2 separate regions of the Zea mays genome follow, and region 2 is linked to region 1. A link is a contact called in public Hi-C data. All regions are on one chromosome and are shown on one strand. Each heading gives the region's core, a stretch centred on a gene start, on an enhancer-like site or on the middle of the called end of the contact. The rest is flanking DNA. Distances are from core to core; before and after follow the strand shown. Region 1 holds the start of LOC103645896 (S-locus-specific glycoprotein BS29-2). Region 2 has its middle 6.0 kb from the start of LOC100383774.

Region 1 (3,048 bases), core at 217-2,716:
ATACGCCACGCAGGAGCAGTTGGCAAGGCACCTCGCCCTGCACTCGTCCAGCGTGATGCTCGTGTCCAGCGACGAGTTGAGCGTGTCGGGCAGCTTCACTCCCGGCAAACGGACAAACCCGTCCGTGGTGCCATTGTCGCCGCAGTCCAGCGACACGTTCCGCCGGCACCCGCCAGATGAGTCTCTCCCGTCCCAGTCCGACGACGAGACGGGGACGAAGCCCTGGACACAGCTGCACGGCCACGTCGTCGACGCTGCAGTATGATTGCACACGCCAGAATGCCCGCACCTGTTGTAGTGGTCGCAGTCATCTCGCGGCCCCGTGAAGAAGTTGTCCCACCCTCGCTTGTCCAGCCACCACACGACGCGCACGGCGTCAGCCGTGTAGTTGAGGAGGACGCGGGACAGGGATGGCGGCGCGCCGGCCTTGGCGGCGTAGCTGTAGCTGACCTCGCTCGGGCTTACCGTCACCTGGAAGACGAACATGTTCGAGAACGAGTTCATCTCCGGGATGCCGCTGAACCACCGCCCGTTCCACACTCCCGTGCGGTACTTGATGGCGTCGCTCGAGTCCAGCGTCACGATCTCGGGCAGCAACCCTCGCCTGACCATCGTGTACCGGAATTCCCCCGGCGAGGGGTCGTCGGCATCACGCCACGACGTGAGTGACCACCCGCCGCCGCTCCACAGGTTGATGCCGATCTTGGCGCCAGGGAGCAAGGTGTTCGTCGGGTGGTCGAACGACTGCCACAGCTTCACGACGCCGTAGTCGTCGACTCCTCCGTCGTTCCCGTCCAGCAGGACGAGGTTGCCGGACTCGAGTAGCTTCACCGTTGGGGAAGCGGCGCCGGCGCCGGCGGTCGTGTTCGAAGACCACGCCGCCCGGCCAGAGCCGTCGAGCAGGACAAGGCTTCCCGTATCGCTGATCGCCAGCACGCCGGAAGAGTCGCCGAGAGGGTGGTCACGGTTCGCTACCCAGCATACAGCGTCGCCGCTGGAGTTGGACACCGTGAACCAGATTCCCAGGTACCTCCTTGCCGGCACTCCGCGAGAGAAGAACCCTAATGTGAACGACCCGTTAGCGGAGACCAGGGTCTCGCCATAGGTAAGGTTACTGCCCTTGCTGAGGATGTCGGATGCAGCTTGTGCGGCGGAAAAAGTTCCGAGGAAAAGCAGGATTGAAGACTGTACGAGTAGGTGGCGGTGGCTGTAACCATGGAGGTCGTGGCTTCTCATGGTGTTCGTCTTCGTCATGATTCATGAACGCTGTTAGTTTCCGCACAGGCGGTACAATAACGAACGTCTACCTTATATGTTGTCTGCCGACTGACTTGATTGGTCCTCCTCTAGTACAAACCAAATTATATGCAGTAACCCTTCCCGCTGATAATTAGAGCAACCGCTGTGTAGGGTTCTAAAGCCTTGTTTGACAGCGAGAGGAATGAAAGATGTCGGAGGGCTTCAAATCTCATCGTTATTTAAAATTAAACAAGGGCTAGTTTAGTAACTTTATTTTTCCATGACATTTTCAATTTTCACTATTTTTAGGAAAATAAAAACCTTGAGAAAAAATATAGTTCTCAAATTAGCCTTAACAAAGAGATTTTAGCCTCTTCAATCTCTTCTATTTCACTGACTCCCAAACATTTCACGAAGCTACCAAAAGATTTTCTAGGCTTGCGTGCTTGTATTAGCACAACGGGTGATGCAAATAGAATATTGTTCTTGTTTTTATTTTTTAATGACTAGTTTGAAAACTTAGACTTTCTACGGGAATCCCGGAAGTGATTTAAGTCACTACCAGAATTCGGTTTTTTGTCGAGTACCAAATATTTTGCCGAGTGTTTTTTTTCGAGCACTCGGTAAATAAACTCTTTGCCGAGTGTTTTATTTTTGACACTCGGCAAAGAACAACTAGACAAAGACATTTTAAAAATCACATTTTAAAGCGTTAAATTAATTCAAATGAAAAGGTTTTCAACTACAATTTGTATGACTCATCAAGATGTACAATTTATATTTTGATAATTTCTTCATATGACAAAATAAAAGTAAATTTGTTCATAAAACCTATATCTCTCTTGTAGTTTATGAAACTACAAGAGAAATGTATAAGATTTCTGAATAATGTTAGAACTGTCATGTGAGATGAACAAATGACCAAACAGCCAAAATAAACTTTGTAGATCTTGAGAAGTTATAGAATTTTGTAGTCGGCAACTTTTTCGTTTGAAGTTATCTTGTCAACGAAAACTACTTCTGAATTTTAAAAAATAAATTTGAATTTTGAAAATGACGTCGAATGGAAAAACCACCAACATGAAAGTTGTAGGTCTTGAAAAGTTATGAAACTTTGTAGTTGACAATGTTTTGGTTTGAAATTATCATGTCATGCAAAACTATGTTTCGATTTTAAAATTCGATTTTTTCAAACTACCTCAGATGGAAAAACCACCAAAATAATAGTTGTTGGTCTTGAAATGTAATGAAACTTTGTAATTGATATTTATTATTTGAAATCATTTTATCTTAGAAAAAATTGTGTGAAGTTTTCAAATTTGAAATTAAAATTTTGTAAACGGCCTCGGATGTAGAAACTATCAAAATAGAATTTGTAGGTATTGAAAAGTTATGCAACTTTATAGTTGGCAACATTTTCAATTGAATTTGTTTAGTGCCTCAAATAATCAAATTACTCTCGGTTTGTTATAATACATGCGTAATGAAAACGTAATATAGGCAGAATTCGTTATAATATAGTAGTGTATGCAGTGGTAGAGGAGGTTATACGCGCGAGAGAGGGGTTGAGAGTTCGAATCTCACACCATTCACAAAACATGTAAATTTGATTAAAAATGGTGAGAATTGAATAAAATGTTTTGCTGTTTTGTGGTGTTTTGTGATTCTTAATTTGCCGAGTGTTTTCTGACACTCGTCAAAGTTTCCGAAAAAGTACTCGGCAAAGAACCCTTTGCCCGCAAAGGATTTTCGAGTGTAAAATAGTATTTGCCGAGTGTCTGGGACACTCGACAAAGAACTTATGTCCGG
Region 2 (3,048 bases), core at 293-2,792, 310 kb before region 1:
AGTCGGAACGATTCCTATCTGGATTGTTTCTCTAATTTATATAAACTTTGATTAAATGAAACGATTTTGAGTATAATCCGACACAAACGAAGAATACCTTATTCTACTGTTAAGAATTTCCGGCCACAGGAAGATGACGAAGTCGGCATCGCGAGATCGTGACACGCGACGAAATTACCTTATTAACTATTAATTAGGTGCCCATGCATGCGCCGCACACAGACCAAATCGTATTTTATAGCAAACCTGTCACTGTAGCATGATCGATGTTTGGCTTCTTGCAGCTAAACTAATCATTCTGTATTAATTTGAGCGTGCGTGGCGCGGCGGGGAGAAATTTGCTGTTTTGCCACTCTCAAATTTGGCTGCCTGTTATTATGTCATCCCGTGTCTATGACTGGTGGGACCGTCTGTGTCTATGATTTATGGGTCCGATGGCATACTGGCGAAGCCCACAAATGATAATGGCAAAATTGCCAATGACTCGGCGCGCGGGAGGGTAGGGCAGGGCAGGCCGGAGGGAGGGGGAGCATGCGTGCGTATACACGTACGGGGAGATGGATTTAATAATAATCCAGAAAAGAAAGGCCGGAGGCTTTCGGCGTAACGTTATTATCGGCCAGCTAGCTAGCGAACGTTTTACCCGAAACAGAGATGTTTTTATTTAAATGATAAAATAGGTACGTAGAATAATATATATATATATATATATGCAGCAATATTTTATTTTTAGTCTATTTTATCGGTAAAGTTGATGTGATGGAAGAACCGTACCGCCGGTGAGAGGAGTGCCGGAAAATCGCGTTAGGCCGGCACCCCCGTGATTTTGGCATGGCTGTTACGATTCGATGTGCCCTTTTCTTTTTCTTTTGGATGTTTTTCCTCCGTCTACCTGTATGTAATGTAATCGCGAGCAGCCCCACTGCGTATTGTGTATTCGGTATTCCTCTCGTTTTCTTTCGCCTTCCAGCAGCTGCCTGCATGTACCGTACGGACGATAATTCGACGAAAATACAACGTAACTGTATGTAGTGTACGCGAGCAAAGTACGTACCGTCGCAGCGGGTAGCAGAAGCTGTTGCCGGTTTTGTGTCGTACGTGTCGTGTCGATCGCGGGTTTGCTGCTGTTACCTTTCGGTCGGCACATAACCGTTCCCTTCGCATTGGCTGGCCTGGGCGGCTGGCGACGGCAGCGTACGTACCTGGCAAGAGATGATCGATCTGCTGTGGATCGCGAGACCGAGACGGCGGCCGGCCTACGTACGCGGTACGACTAGGCGGTGCGACCCGTGACCCTCGACTACTACTGCGGCGGCGGCGGCGCGAAGAGACGGAGGAAGCTCGCTCGGCAACGGCAAGACGTACGGCAAGGGGAGAAGACCCGTTGACGTCATGCTTATGAGCAGCAGGGCGCGGAGACGACGACGACGACGACGAAAAAAAAAAGGACGGAGAGCGACGGCGGACGAGAAGAGCTAGTACTAGTAGCGGCTAGGGGGCGTCACGTCAAAAGGCTGGGGGACGGGGGCGGCCGGGTCCTGGCACGCGTGCCTGGAAAAAGGCGGCCGCCCACTCGCGTCCCTGGTGGCCTTGGTTCCACACCACACACGCACCACTCCACTCTCCATCCGGCAGGCCGTGTGCGTGTGGTAGGAGGCCGAGCTAATTAAAAGCCGGCCGGGACAGGGACACCGTGCTGTGCTCTCTCTCTCGTCTCTGCGCTTCTCACTCATTGCATAGCGTTGCTCCTATGATCCTATCTCACGCTCTGTCCCGTACGTCGCTGCCACGTCTCGACAAAGCTTTGACCATTCAGATCCAGCGAGAGAGAGAGAGATTAATCGTCGCTGGGTCAAACCCGTACTCATTTGCTGAGCACGCAGAATACGTACACACGCACACGCCTGAATCGAATATCCTGATTGATTGTAATAATCAGGGAGACACAGCGACGAGCTGCTAGTTGCACTAATAGAATAATGAATAAGGTTCACATGAAAACAATTCTTCTTCTTGTCATGACTCGTCGTGAGTGACAGAGAGAGAACGAGAACCTGGGGGACGACGACCTTTCGTCACGGCCTCACGGGATTGATTGGGCTAGTAGCACCGCAGTCCGCAGTGGGGTAGCTAGCTGGTCGTGGATTATATTATACTAGTACTAAATAGCACGCACCTCTGGATGGATTGGGACGACGACCGTTTCCCGTACGTAAAATCAATTACTACCTCTCTCTCGATATACCGACGGATCGAGCAGAAGAAACAAAGTGTTATCATAATCACTTGGGCTGTAATTTCTCTCCACGCCTGTCATCATCTCAGCCACTCACTCACATATAGTGTACTTCTACACACACACACAAACATACAATTTAATCGGCGCCGGCGGTCGTACTCAGAATCAACCCACGGTGCGGTCACGAAAAAAAAGTTAAAACTTGTTGTTGTTGGTGGAGGTGGTGGAGTCGTCGCCGTGGACGGCCACACGTCCGCCGCGCCGTTCCGTGCCGTGCCGTGCCGCCGAGGGCACATGGATCGACGCAACGACGACTCATCCGGATATCCGATCCGACTCGACGCGCGGTGCGTGCGCGCGGGAGAACAATCCAGGCCTGGCCTGCTGGCTGCGGTTGCGGTTTGCGGTGGGTGGTGCTCTGCTAGGTACCTGTGCGGAACACGTACACGTACGCACGGCCGGCGGCGCGCCCGCGGTGATGGAGCTGTGTGCGCTATAGCTAGGTGCACCGTACGTGCACCTCGCTAGCTAGCTAGTGCGCGCGCCACTTCGCAGGAAGAATGCAGCGGCGGGCGGGCCACACGACGACGGGTCGTCATCACCGTACCGGCGCGCGCGAGAGTTCCGCCCGTGCTGTGTAACACGTGCACGCACGACGCACCGAGAGGATGTGGGTCGGCGGCGACGTACTACGCGCGCCCAAGAGCCATGCCGACCGAAGCGGGGGCGGCGACGCCGACCCGCGCCCGCCCGATCGCGTCGTGTTTCTCAGGGGTTGCGGAAAGGAACGGGCGGGCGGATCGGACGGC

Evidence for each region. A called contact is a pair of places that touch in the nucleus more often than the background predicts.
Region 2: a contact with region 1 is called in a Hi-C map of seedling, with 6 times the contacts expected there. The contact joins the enhancer-like site here to the promoter of LOC103645896 in region 1. A contact is called at or near these places in 2 of 25 Hi-C or Micro-C datasets (leaf and seedling).

What each region holds. Positions count from the first base shown.
Region 1 is chr2:8,094,759-8,097,806 of Zm-B73-REFERENCE-NAM-5.0, reverse strand. LOC103645896 (S-locus-specific glycoprotein BS29-2) reads right to left here and starts at 1,466. Exons shown (of 6, transcript XM_008670619.4): 1 at 1-1,466. The coding sequence starts at 1,254.
Region 2 is chr2:8,399,920-8,402,967 of Zm-B73-REFERENCE-NAM-5.0, reverse strand. No RefSeq gene overlaps it. Among protein-coding and RNA genes, the nearest start is that of LOC100383774, 6.0 kb to the left of the region's middle. Within about 2 kb of position 1,542, at least 19 of the 20 cell types and tissues checked have an H3K27ac peak or open chromatin away from gene starts, as enhancers often do. A contact at or near this core is called in leaf and seedling, where this site is marked.